Linked DNA regions of Capra hircus: region 2 is linked to region 1. The links are chromatin contacts, called in public Hi-C maps. All regions are on one chromosome and are shown on one strand. Each heading gives the region's core, a stretch centred on a gene start, on an enhancer-like site or on the middle of the called end of the contact. The rest is flanking DNA. Distances are from core to core; before and after follow the strand shown.

What was found. A called contact is a pair of places that touch in the nucleus more often than the background predicts.
Region 2: a Hi-C map of blood shows a contact between it and region 1, with 4 times the contacts expected there. The contact joins two enhancer-like sites. A contact is called at or near these places in 2 of 5 Hi-C or Micro-C datasets (blood and liver).

The regions. Positions count from the first base shown.
Region 1 is chr10:95,614,918-95,621,871 of ARS1.2, forward strand. No RefSeq gene overlaps it. Among named protein-coding and RNA genes, the nearest start is that of SFXN1, 60 kb to the left of the region's middle. Within about 2 kb of position 3,549, at least 1 of the 5 cell types and tissues checked has an H3K27ac peak or open chromatin away from gene starts, as enhancers often do.
Region 2 is chr10:95,773,900-95,780,853 of ARS1.2, forward strand. HRH2 (histamine H2 receptor) reads left to right here. Exons shown (of 3, transcript XM_018053706.1): 3 at 2,749-5,416. The coding sequence ends at 3,103. Among named protein-coding and RNA genes, the nearest start is that of HRH2, 47 kb to the left of the region's middle. Within about 2 kb of position 4,577, at least 1 of the 5 cell types and tissues checked has an H3K27ac peak or open chromatin away from gene starts, as enhancers often do.

The DNA of each region.
Region 1 (6,954 bases), core at 2,299-4,798:
CTGTTCCTCACTTAAACCATGGAGATATGCTCGAGATATATTCTAGGGGTGAGACACAGCCAGTACAGCCTTGATTGCACCTACTGGGAAAATACATGTATTCAGGCTGCTGGCATTCTTCGTGCCCATCAGTTTTATTGGTTTGGATCGATTGGACAGACCAATTGGATCTGCCTCATAGAGCTGTTGTAAACAAGATAACTCCAGTACAGCGCTCCGCATATCGCCAGGCACACTCAACGGATGATTGTTCATCGTAGATTTGTTTAAAGACACTGGAAGTGCATTCAAAATGCCAGTGTATCAATATACTGGTAAGATTTCAGAATCCCAGCAACCTCCCCAGAGACAACCCACAACCTCACTAAAAATAGCAGATTAAAATGGTCACAGGGAGACACTTGAATCCATGCTTTTGAAGTCCCTAACAAGGGTTTGCCTAAATGAGACAGAGGTAGGGAGAGTTTCTGCACATAGATGAGAAAGCTGGGGCTTCGATAGTACGAGCTCAAGACTGTTCCCGGTCGCTTGAAAACTACAGTGGCAGCCAGGGTCTGACACCCAAAGCTATAGCTGGAATGCTCTAATGAAATTAGTTTTTCAGAATTTGTGTGTTCTCATGCATTTAGAATTTCACTGAAAGCCAAAGAAAAGGTTATATTTGGTAGCAGTGATACAAGGATCGCTTAAACTCTAGAGATTCAAAGTGTGGCCCAGATAGCCCAGCAACATCCAAGTTTGTTAGAAACGCAAGTGCTTGGGCCTCAGCGTCTGCAGAAACAGGAGCCCCAAGATTCTTACACACATCACAGCTGGAGAAGGTCTGCTGTGCCACATGCCTGCTGCTCCCAGAGACCCAAGTTTCCCTCAGTCAGTTTCAGGTCGACTTCAGATACTCTGAATGTGTGCACCCACCCCTCACCAGACTCCAAGGAAGCTTGCAGCCTCAGTGCTGACAGTCTTAGGGACACGATCAACACACTTGCGATTTCTGCCTTGTCCACGGCCACAGCTCCATCACCTGAAACCCATGGCCCCAGGCAACCCCTGATTATCCGGTTCATCCTGGAATTCGGGTTCTTTCCAGGAATCTGAGGAAGGGTCCTCACATGTCATCCCCAGGATGTGGAAAGAACAAGGAATCTGAAGGTTTCTAGGAACAGAACTGGAAGTGAACGTTACCCCTGGGAATCAAGAGGCAAGATGGCTGGGACCATCCAGGTTGTAGCCATTGTTCCTGAGCCAACCCAGCTGTCACTGAGGACCCCACTGCCCCTGGAGCTTCCGGCGCCAAAGGAGCACACAAGACAATCCACAGAGGGCTTGTTGAACCCTTGGGGAGCCCGTGATATGCCCAGTCTTCAAGAGAAGGAATGAGGCTCAGAGAAGAGGGCTGCTTCGTCTAACATCACGTGGGGGCCAAACTGCCCCCTCAGTCCAGGCCTGTCAAACCCGAGTGTCTGCCACTGTGCTTCCCAGCTTTTCCATCAACAGGCATGATGAGAACTAGCTTTGGTGCAGTAAATCACAATCTTCAGCATGTTTTGGTTTTTTTTTTTCCTGCATACATTACTCCTTGTAATACCCCCAAGAGATTCCTGTAAGCACCATCTCCATTAAAAAGGTAGAGAAACTGTCTTGAAGAGGTGAAATCACTTAGCACAAACCAAACGTGGTGAATTCAAAGGACTGTAAAAGATGTACTCACGTTCCCACATACACCCCCACAAGGTTTGTAGAGCATGCAAATTCAAATAAGCTCCGAGCCAAAGTGAAAGGCAGGTCCACAGGTCATTTCCAGATGGAATTCCTAATTAGAGTAAGGCGACCAGTGATTCTCAAGGGATGGTCCCTGGGCCAGCAGCCTCGGCGTCGCCAGACCTGCATGTTCTCGGGCCCTTTCTATTGTGCTGAGTCAGACACTAAGGGGACTGCCACCGAGCCCTCTGAGTGCTATGACAGCCCATTCAAACTTGAGCACCGTCAGGAGGATGTTGGGATGAACGCTAGAGACCCAGCTCTGCTCTAGGACCGAGGAAGCCTAAGCGCTCTGACCCTGTTTCCTCATCTGCAAAGTGAAGTTGCTTCCCTCGTTGACATATTGGGAGGATTCAATGAGAATTAACAGACAGACAGCCCTGGGACCTCTCTGGTTAGGACTGTGCTTCCAATGCAAGGGCGTGGGTTTGATCCCTAGCCAGGGGACTAAGATCCTACATGCCTTGCAGCACAGACAGAAGATAAAAAATAAAGTAAATGGACAGCACTGTGCCTGGTGTCTGGCACAGTGCACACTCAGCACAGTGTAGCTGAATTTATATGGTCCCCAGGGCCAGAAGTCTGACAGCATCGTTGGCGATCCTGCTGGGAAACAAGCACTCTCAGGATCGCTGGTGGGCATCCAAATTTTCCTGTAAGATAGCTTGGCTGTATTTATCAAAGCTTATAAAAACACACACCCTCCTTAATGCAATTTCACTTCTAAGAATCAATCCCCCAGGTGAATACACTCAGATTCACAGGAGGCCTGGCTACTCCTGGGAGCCTTATGAATGCAATGGTCCAGGAAGGTGAAGGGAGGGGGAGGTTGGAGAATGTTTACAGAAACTGCCAGGTAGGAAAAAAAAGTGTATGTCATTATCGGGTAATCCAAAGTATAAAGTAAATTTTCCTTCTAAATTGGATTTTTGCAAAAGAAATAATAATTGAGTTTCACAAATATAAAGTAATTTGGAAAGAAATGCTTTCTCTGGATAGTGCAATTTTAAGTAACGTAAATTTAAGTAATGTACAATTTTCTAATTTTCCAGTTTTTCTTCTGCTTCTAAACTCAAGACATGCTCAATACTTTAAAAAACAAGAAAGACAACTATAGGTTATAGACCCAGTTTTGTAATAAAAATGCATTGATATGTATGAAAAGATATATTAGAAAGATATGTACCACAGTGGTTAAAAGTTGGTGTCTATGGATTGACAGGGTAATTATTTTCTTTCCAATTTTCTGTTTCTCCAACTTTCTGGAATGCTCCTACATTGGTTCTATTGATAAAATCAGAAAGATGTCAAGTTCGGGCCGTTCAGTGGCCTCAGCACAGACTCAGAAGAGGGTGCCTCTCAGCTCCCAAGCCCTGGGATTACCGAGCCAGTCATCCACCCTCCCCTGGATTCCAGCTCCCGGCTAGAAATAAAGGAAACAAAATCTGCCTTCTGAGCCCCACCTGAACCTGTGGTTTCAGCGCTCCAGACCCGAGAGAGCCGCAGCGCCGAGAGACGCCGCCAGGGGGCAGCATAGCCTGCAAGATCGCGCGGTTGGAACCCGCCGATCCCCAGAACGGCCGGCAGAGGACGCGAGGCCGCAAACCGCGGCCTGGAAACGCGCATCTCTGGATTTCCGAGGCCAGGTCGGGAGGATGATGCAGGAAACTACGAGAAGGGACGTGCTCTCTCAGGCAACAGGAAGCTGGGAAGATGCGGAGACAAGCGGGAATGGAGTCATCCCCTGGGGCTTATTGTGCCGAGCGCCTGATTCCCGACGGGAGGAGTCAGAGCTGAGCCCAGAACCACTGGGGGCCGGAGTCTGTCCCTGCCCTCGGGCCATCGCACCTGGTCCTGGACGAGGAGCCCTGAAGCCAGCTTGGAGAGGGGAGCTGGGAGGCGGGAGGGCTTTAAGGAATGGTATCTCAGCTGATTCTGGGAAGGGGAGTACAGATTTTTCACTGGGAGGAGAAAAGGGGCGGGAAGAAAACGGGGCTTCTCCTGCAGGAAAGGCTTCACCTTACCATGAAAAGACCTGGAAGCTCGGGAAAGTGTGGCTGAATGGTGTGTGCAAGGGAGGGAACTTTGGGGGGATATGCCGCCAGTATCTCAGGATTGTGAGGGCCCTTCAGTACCCAGTGACGGAGTGCCGGCTTCCTCCTGAGAGCAGGCAGGCCCTCTGCAGTGTTTGTCCAGGGGAGGGACAGCAGCCACACCCTCACTCGGCCACTCACTGCTTTCGTCTGTGTAGCGTCAGCCAGATCCCCTCTCTGAGCCTCAGTACTCTCATCTGTAAAATGGAGACAATAAAACCTACGTTACGGTCTTGCTGTGAAGCTTAAGATGGATAAATGGAGAGCCTGAAGTCATGACTTTCCTTCCCCTGTCCTTTTATCTCTCTGCAGGAAAGCAAATAGAAAAGAGACCAGCAGGCCGGAATTTACAGTGTGTCCCGAGGCAGCTCAGCGAGCATGGCTAGTCCAGGGGAGTCATCCCAGCTAGTTTCTAGGGACCAGGAAATCATTTCATCCTGTGTGATTGCAATCAAGAACAAGTTCTTTCGTCTTATTCCCGTTTATAATGAAAATGTATTTTAATCATGTGCAGTCTCCAAGAAAAATGGTAGCGGGAGAGAACAGTGCTTTTGATAAGAAAAAGCTAAAAATAGAGTTGAAGATGGAGATTCTATTGAAATTCCAAAGGATGCCAAACTCTGAATAATAATTTCAGTCCAGAAGGTAGGAGGGGGTGCTGCTGGGAACCCTTTCCCCCCCATGGAACCATTTCAGGTGCAGCAAGAGAAGGGGCTGTGCAGCTTTCCGGCTGGGCGGCGTGGGTGCAGACGGCTGAAATGGGAAAGAAAGAAAAAGTTTTCTTCCAGCAGCCTTCTCACCAGCAGGGTGACTCACATCTGTAAATCCAGCGATGGTGACCTGAGGAGGAGGAAGAGGGTGCTGTTACTGAAAAAGAAGCTGAGATGGAATTTTGCTCCCGCTTCCCGGAGCTCCTTTGCAAGGCAAAATCCGGACAACGGGGAAAACAAAAACAAAGAAACCCCAGGCTAAGTAGAGCCTGACAATAAAAATGGAGGGAGGAAGAGGGGAAGCTTGGACAGAAAGCTGCCTGGACCAGCTGTGGGCAGTAGCTTTCAAGTCTGAGAGGGGCCGGGCGGGGTGTGGGGGGGTGTCTTTGGGATGTGGGTTTGGGGGGAGAGGGTGCCAAAAGGCAGCACATGCGGAGCTCCCATCCTTGAAACTGCGCATTAAGAGGGCACCCCAGCCTGGGGGGAGGACAGGGTCTCTCCCCTTGCCTTCACCGCAGCATCATCTGAAGAGCCTTTCCCAAGTCCCACCGCTCAGGCCCCATCCAAGCCGATCACATCCCAACGTTCAGAGGTGGCCTGGGAGGCATTTTAGGCTCCCCAGACCTTGGGTTCTGAGTGCAGCCCGGACTGAGACCGGTTGTTCTCAGGATTGAGGAGTACACGGAAGTGTTTTCATGGCTTTGGAGGTGCGGGAGTTGGAGGAGGGGAGCGAGGGGACGGGGACGTGGTCGATGCCCGGCAGTGACACGCGGTTCGGCAGGGAGCTGGGCGTGAGGGCGTGTCATCGCTTAAATGCACTCGACCGCCCAGGATCCGCTGTGACAGATGGGGGGCTCAGTCGCTGAGCAGCCGTTTCCCCCTATCGCCACCTCGCTTACTCTCACAGCACCCTGTCAGGGAACTGTGACTCCGGGGCCACCCCTCGCGGGTGAAACGGCAGCCTTTCAGGCACTTGCCGGGGACCCGGGACCGGCAGGGCCAAGGGAGGCAGGGCGCTCCCCGCCGCAGACCCTCCGCTCAGCCGCCTGCCTTCGCGGCGAGGGGACGAGCGCGCCTTCTGACCCCGGGTACGAGGGGACCGGACCGTCGCTGGACGCCCGCAGCAGACGTCCGCAGGAGCGCTGCAGCGCGGGAGTTCTGGAGAACGTGGGTCTGCAGAGCTTGCAGCGTGAGTGGAGTGATGAGGCTCCTGGAGCCCCGCAGGGAGCTCTATTCCGGGCACGCAGCTGCCTCCTCCAGCCTTTCCCACCCGCATCTCCGCTCTGGCAGGTTCCCCCGGCACGCCTCCTCCTTCAGCCGTGTTTTCTGCCTCAACCTCTCTGACCTAAGAAGCTCTTTCTTTTCACTACCAAAATAGTGCTTGTTCATAAGCACAAACTAGGATGACACAGAAGGGTGTACAGTGATCGCTGCCTTCCTTCTAATCCCAGCCCCAGCCCTGCTTTCTTCGGGGGTGGGGGTGGGAGGTAACTGCCTTGTACTGATCTGTACTCGTGGGGGCGTCCCTGACATTAGTTGGTGAAGAAGCAGCCTGCGGTGCAGGAGACCGCAGTTCGGTTCCTGAGCGGGGAAGATCCGCTGGATAGGCTCCCACTCCAGCATTCTTGGGCTTCCCTCCTATGGCTCAGCTGGTAAAGAATCTGCTGGAAGATTGCAGCAGATCCCTTGGAGAAGGGAAAGGCTACCCACTCCAGTATTCTGGCCTAGAGAATTCCATGGACTGTATAGTCCATGGGGTCACAAAGAGCTGGACACCAGTGAGTGGCCTTCACTTTCGTCTGGACCTTGAATGGTATGCCATTAACTGTAAGTGTTCTCAGCCTCCCCAGCTGGCACTAGTGTGGAACCCACCTGCCAATGAAGGAGACTTAAGAGATGCAGATTCGATCCCTGGGTTGGAAAGATCCCCTGGAGGTGGGCATGGCAACCCACTCCAGTGTGCTTGCCTGGAGAACCCCATGGACAGAGGAGTCTGGTGGGCTATGGGCCATAGGGTTGCAAAGACAGGCACACAAGTGAAGTGATTTAGCTCATAAGTATATTTGGTTTGACTTTGTACAAAGGAAATACACATATTCTCCTACAACTTCATTTTTCCCCTTAAAATTTTCTCATTTTTTAGATAATATTTATAGCTCTCCTCATTCTTGCTAAGAGCTTCATGGAAGTCTGAAGCAGCAGTTCCTATAATTTATTAATCATTCCTCTGTTGATAGACATTTCTGTTATTTCCACATTTTTGCTACTACCGAAAAAATAAAAAATTCTGTCCTGAATACCCTTGTGCAAAGATTTAGATTGTTATGCCATTGTTTCTCTGATAGAGGTTCCTATAAGTGAGATGAGTTAGGTCCTAGGAGCATTTAAATTTT
Region 2 (6,954 bases), core at 3,327-5,826, 160 kb after region 1:
TGCAAAGGTTAAGAAAGATAATGAGAACCCCTGATTAATTTTATGCCCCAAACTAGGGTAAACTCAGATGCAGTGAACAAATTCCTAGCAAAACAGAATTTGCCAGAACTGACTTGGGAAGAAATAGAAAAGGTGAGTGATCCTACAACCTCTGAGTAGTACTTGGCTTTGCTAAGGAGTTCTGCCAAACACTCAAGGGAGCATCATTCCAGTGCTGCTCAGACTCTTCAGAGGGGAGAAAGGAGGAAACTCTCCTGTTCATTTAATGAGACCAGCAGAGTGTAAATTGAAAAAGACGTCTGCGAGGGAAGATCATAAAAATGAGAAACAACTCAGATGCCCATCAAAAGGGGAACAGATAAATAGACTAGAGTATCTTCCCATGCTGGGGTACCTTATGGCAGTGAAAATGATCTGCAGGTCCACATGTGAACACAGCACAGTCCCCAAAAGATAATGTTAAACAACCACTTTAAAAAAAGGTAGTACATTAAAACCAAAACAAAACAAAAAACCCCTAAACCACGACTCCATTTATATAAAAGTGAAATGCTGGTGGAACAACACAAAGTATTATTTACCAATACATATAGGTTTGCTGAAACAAGTCAGAGGCTGGTAAATTCTGCCACTTAACCTGAGAGGTGGTTACGCTGGCATGCATTTTAATATTTTAAGCCACACATATGTGTTTTTTATATAATCTCTTTGATGTATTTTATTTAAAAATATTTAAGGGCAGAATCACCATGTAGCAAAAAGATCTATCTGAGTAGAGGAGTTATTTGAGATGTTTATTTTCCTCTTCTTACTAGTCTCTATGTTCTGAATCTTTTACTATGAACATGTGATACTTCACAATCACATTATTTTAAGGGATTTTTAAGCCTTTTCAGAGATGGGAGGTAGTTTCATAGCCTAGAGCTATCCTGCCTTCCATAATTTTACTAATCTCAGTGAAAGTCATTTTATCACACTTCAGGCTCCATCTGGTATGTTAATCCAAGGTTAGATCCCTGCCTGCTTGGTCAAATATGTACCCTGCTGGCATGGAGAACTGGAGCCTCTGAAATGCCAGGGATGTGACCTTGACGTGCAGGTGAGGGTGGGGCTGGCCAGACCCGTGGCGAGAGGCTGGGCCAGGTGAGGCCTCCAGCACTGGCTGAGCCGGGACACGCCAGGCGCTGAGGGAGGCTCAGGTGTCAGCTGTGTCCCTGTCCACAACATCTTACAGAGTCACAGCCATATCACAGCGCCACTCTGAAGGACCCTAAGAGGAGCGATGGTGCTCTTCTTTCTCTCTCTGGGGAAGGCAGTGAGTTTGCTTCCTCTGGTGGCCAGAATCCCTTAACAGATCATGGCTAGAGCTGAGACCAGGCACAAGCTTCTGTAAGACATTCAGAGAGGACCTGATCTCAGCACCAAGCGAAGGCTAGCTCCCAGCTTGACGCTGGATGCGGAAAGCCACTGCTCCAGCAGCCTAGGCAGGGAAGCACGAAGCTAGGTGGCAGCCGCTGCCTTAGACAGAGCTGCAGCCAGATTTTGCCTGCCCTGGAGCTGCAGAAACCTAGGCAGAGTCTCCAGGGGCCACGGGTGAGCCAGGGTGGGCCAGGACTTGCAAGGACACCCCCAGAACCACAGCTACTGGCAGATCCCCTTCCCTGTGCAGCCCACGGTCCTCTCCCAACTGTATTACGTGCACCTAAGATCTCCACACCCCTGGCTGTTTTCACCAAAATAAATTGATAGGACTTTATATTATCGCCATAAACGGAAATCCAGTATCACTTGTGGAAAATGGAAGTGCTTGTGCACGCAGAAACAGTGACACAAGAAAATGCCCCCCTAGTCTGTCCAGATTTCACTGCCTGATTAAAGCTCCGAGCCTGCCCTCGCTCCGGGCTATAAAGCGAGACCTGCATGCTGGGTGCTGAAAAACAGGCCCGCCGTGTGGAGCCGTTCTCTCTTGACCTCAGAAGGCTCTAGATAAAAACGATACAGGAATTCTTACTCACTGAACATAGTGGAAGGAAAAGGCAGGTCAGCCTTCCACACTAGCATGCAACAGGCAAGGGACTTTTGTATCCCTGGATGTGGGGGACATCCTTTCTGAAAATGTACATCAAACACTTGTTACAACCTTTCTTCCGGAGTGTTTGGCTAACTTTCCTTCAGGGAACTTCAATCAGCTTGACTCAGCAGATATTAACTGAGGACCTACTATGTGCTGGCTGCTCAGTAGGAGTTTGAAAGGCAAGCGCCTTTCCTCCAGCGACCACACGTTCTAATGGGGAGGCAGACGTATTCACAACCGGTTTTAATGCAAGGCTAAACAAGTCTTTGTGTCCTCTCCCAGCCTTCCCCCCGACTCATGCAAAACAGGATGTAGGTGTTCAGGAATCATTTCATTCAGACACAGAAAGAGCAAACATTCATTGGGTTCAAACTATGAGCCAGGCAATGTATGGGATACTTGGAGACATATTTTATAACTCTAACTTGACCAAGGGTACACAGCATCTTAGAAGCCAAGTTGGGAGTTGAAAGCCAGTCTCCTGAATATTCCCCCGTGTTGGAAGCCCTGTTGACGTGGGAGGTCCCACCACTCCCCCACCCCGAATTCTGTCCCATCTCACCCCACCCTCCCCAGGGCCCAGCTGAGAAGAAGCAAAGGCCAGAGGCCAGGTCTGGCCCACTGGCCTTGCTGTGGAGCTCACTTCAACCCGCCCTGTGCTTGTATGCCCCCAGGAATCCAGCACGGTCCCGCGCTGCGTGCTCCAGCAACCTTCTCAGCTGCTGCAAGAGCCTTTGGGCGCTTAGGTTCCTCCAGAGACACGGGGGAGGCCCCTGGGAGGAGCAGCCAGGGGCGCCACTGTCAGAGGAGCCGCCAACAACACCTGCCCAGGAATCGGTGAGGACGCTGCCCTCCAAGACGGCTAGACCCGGCCCCAGGATGCTGAAGATAACTGCTCCCCAGCACCATGATTTGACTCCCGGAGCCACTAAGGACCCCAAAGCCCCACAAACCACAGAGAACACACCCTGGCTCCAGTCTGGGGACTCCCAGAGCACACGGCAGGTGGGTGCTGGGGTCCTCGGCTGAAATGGAGCTGGCCCGCCCTGCGCTGGGACTCCCCTGGGTCCAGGTCTGCCGAATCCCACGGGTTCAAAGCTCGCGTTGGTGCTGGCCCTGAGTCACCAGCAGAGACGGCGGGACTGCTGAGGACCTGTGTGTGTGTGCAGAAACACGGGTGCCGTCTGGGCACCGCAGAGGGTGTTGCCATCCCAGCGCCCTGTGGGATGCAGGGAGGGAAGGGTAGGGAAGGGAAGGACGTCCGTCTTTAGTGAACACCTTCTGTGTGCCCGGTACTTCCCCTGCGTCGGCTCACGTCGTCCTTAGTACGCGCGCCAGGGATCAGGGGTGGAGACAGGCTCAGAGAAGTGTGGGGCCGCTCAGCTAGAAGGTGCGTCTCGCGCAGGACGCTTGAGAATCGCTGTGGAAGGAGGGAACAAACAGATGAACAGGAGGATGGGTAGAAATCCGGGCCTCCAGCCCATGCTCTTCGACGGGACCCTACCCTGCCTCTGCAGAGAGGCCTCGGTAGTTCCTTGACTCAGCAGACCCTCCTGGAAGCCAGGCTCCGATCCAGAGCCTGTGGGGAGGGGAGGGGGCGCCCTTCATGCTGCAGTTCTGACTCTCTCTGGTGCTTTCCATCAAGAAGGAGTGGCGTGGAGCAGATTTGCTGGGGAAAACGTGAAGGGCAGCAAGGAGGGTCAGGTTGGGGGAGGGGGACCCAACAGGCTCGAGTCGGGAAGTTGGCCCCGGCGCGCCCTCTGCTGGAGGCGGGGAGACCTGCGGCGGCCTCCTCCTTGGAGCAGCCCCTTACTCACTCTGTTCCGGGGGCACCGCTCCCCTTTCCTACTTTCAGGGTTGTTGAAGAGACCCAAGGAGGTGGAGGAGATGAGGGTGTCCATGGGCTCCCTGCAAGACCACTGCCCCTCCCTGAGCCCCCTCTTCCCCTGGTTGCAAGACGCCCTCCTGGGGTCCCCCTCCCCACCCACTCATGCCTTTTCAGTCCCCCTCCCGAGGCTTCACCCTGGCCATCGCCCAAGGCTCAGTCCGGAGCCTTTGCCTCTCACTGCCGTTCCTCACTCTCTGTGGCCCCATCAGCACTGCCGAAGCTACCAGGAGGCTTAGCTCGAAAATTCCTCACAGACGTGTACCTTCCAGGTTCCCCTCTCGCTGTTTCTCAGCCTCACCTGGAGCATGTCGGCCTCTGCACCTTGACCTTTGCCCTGCATCTGCTCCTGCTCCAGAATCCCCCTCCTCAGATAGAAATCTGACCATTGGCCTCAAAGGTCCGTCTTGGCCCCACCCTCCTCCTGGCTCCTCAGGCTCCACGCTCTGGATGGACTTAGCTCCCGCGTGTTTCCACCTGGTTCTCTCACCTGCCCGGCCCTCACTTGGTCCCGCTGCCATCCCCTCCATCAGGAAAACGGGAAAGCTTCCTGCATTCCCCACTGGCCCACCCCTCCCCTCCTCCAGCCGGAGTGGGCTGTGCAAAACGCAACCGCGCGGAGAAAGCCAGCCCACAGGCCCCGCGCGGTGGGCCCTGGTGTGCCCTCCAGCCTCCTCCTTCCCCCGACTCTCTCTTTTACCTCTTCACCCCAGCCCCACCGGCCTTCTCCTTTGGGTTTATTTATCTCACTGCTCCTTCCAGCTACACCTGGCACAGAGCTGTTTCCATCACTTGAAAAGCTGCTCTTGTCCTTTCAGCCACGGGATCTCAGCTGAAATATCGCTTTTCAGGGAGTCTTCCAGAGCCTTCCTTGACTGTCCCTATTGGGTCTGGCCTCCCACCCACACCCCTGGAACTGTCCTCGGAAGCCATGGGCCTGCCTGCCATGCCTGTGTGGCCCCCTGGCCCTTGTGTGTCAGTGAGCCCTGCCTGTTTCTGTTGACCATTGTGTGTCTAGCTCCTCGGAGACTGTTTGGCCCACGTAGTGGGAGCTTTAAGCAATTTCTCTGCCGATACACCTGAAGGCACGATTTGCCCCAGGGTTCTCCAGAGATGCTCAATCTGTGGGCTGGATTCCTCTGGAAATCTCAGAATCCCTCTCTTGGAAGTTTTCCCAGGAACCTGAGACAGGTGGGTCTCTATGTCACGGCCCAAGTAGATGGAGCATCAGACGGGTCTGGCTGATCACAGACTCAGCTGGTCGGGGCTGACGTCAGGGTGCCTACGCGCCGCCTGCCACTGCGGACCATCCTCTGAGCTGCCCGCCCTCCTGGAGACCCCCCGCATCCCTTGCTGGCTGCAGAAGTGGGGCGTGCGCTGCCCAGAGGAGAAGCATCTGCACTGCGCCCCCAAATCCACATTTCATCAGGATGTTCCAATAAAGCTATCAAAACAGATGCTGCCTTGTGGTTTTATTTTTTAACTTCCTGGTGAGGAAATACTCCCCAAACTTCATCATACAGTGTGTCTTGATTTAGAAAAAGGATTATGATAAAATGTTGGGGTAGAAGCCAACTGAGAAATTGCCTTGAAAGGTAAAAGAGTCCTCAGCAAAAGAGGCCTTGTCTTGAAACATCGTGTTGGAAATGAAGGACAGGCTGGTCAGAAGTTCAGAGCTTCATCTGTCTCACCTGGTGAGCCAGGTATGTGGTAGGCCCTCGATCAGTGTTTGCAGAAGGGAATATTTCTGAAATTGCCAGATTCAGCGATGCCTTTGTTAGGCGGGAGAGAAAGACATCTTTAAAATGGAAAACCTGTGAATCAAAGAAGTCTTCTGCAGTGGAGAGTAAGTGAAGCGCTAGTGAAAAACCAGGTCAAGGATTATGTGCAAGAAATGATTCCCAAAGGCACTCATGAAAGGGCTTGGAAAAGGGAGGGCGGGAGCTGACCAGAGTCCAGGTCACTGTTGGAAAAGCGGTATCAGCAGTGAGGAGCGTTTCCTGGGGTGGAAGGAGGAGGCTGTGGAATCCTGAACCCTGGGGGGCCTTGCAGAAAGACACACCAAGACATACCTTGATGAATTCCCACAGGAAACAGAGAAGGAATCATTTGAGTCATCACAATCAAAGCTTACAGGAGCTGATCTGCCTGAAATGGATTTTCATATATTTCAGAGCAGAGAAGACAAAGTGTGTTAAGGGGTCCTTGGGGAAGATGAAAGTGGCAGAACAAGGCAGTCTCTAGATAATGTCAAACAGTTCTATGTAGGCGGTGTAAAAAGAGTGAGGAGGTGTCTGCTGAAGGAAAACTCTGTCTGTGCTGAATATTGGGGCACTTTATAGAAGCCCAGCCGGGGCCAGAAGCCTGGGGACCGCAGTTTCCAGAATCTCATCCCAACAGGTTCAGATTCCACCAATGGGAAGTGGAGGAGAAGCAAAACCACTGTTGCTAAGTAGGCCAAAGAGGGAGGGGCAAGAGGAGAGGAAGGAGGCGCTGGGAGGCTTGAGCACGGCTGTGGGCCATGGAGCAGAGCGGTTCCAGATGGAGCTGCATCCAGGAACACTGCCTCATCCTGTGAGTAGTGGGAAGGCTTCGAAAGGCCTGCATTGAGAGGGAGCTGATGAAGTCTGTTTTACAAAAGAGATCTTTCAGAGTCCAGCTTGGGAAGGGGTGAAGGCAGAGTGAGCAAGGACAGCCCCACTTTGGGGGTGGGGGAAGGAGGTGTCGATAGTCACATCAGATCTACCCTAGACCCTACAGCAGACTCCAGGCTCCAGGCCGGGTACCCGAAGGAATCAGACCCCTCCCGCCCTCCAGAGAGATGGGCTGATGCCTAAACATTGCCAGGAGTCAGAGAAGGAATGGGACATGAAGGCCAGTGTTGGGATCACCCAGAGAGGAAAATGTGTGTGTGCATAGTGTGGAAAGATGTGGACCAAAGCAGCTGTGAACTTCTAAGCGGAAACATTCATGGCGCACATGGGACTGTGTTTAA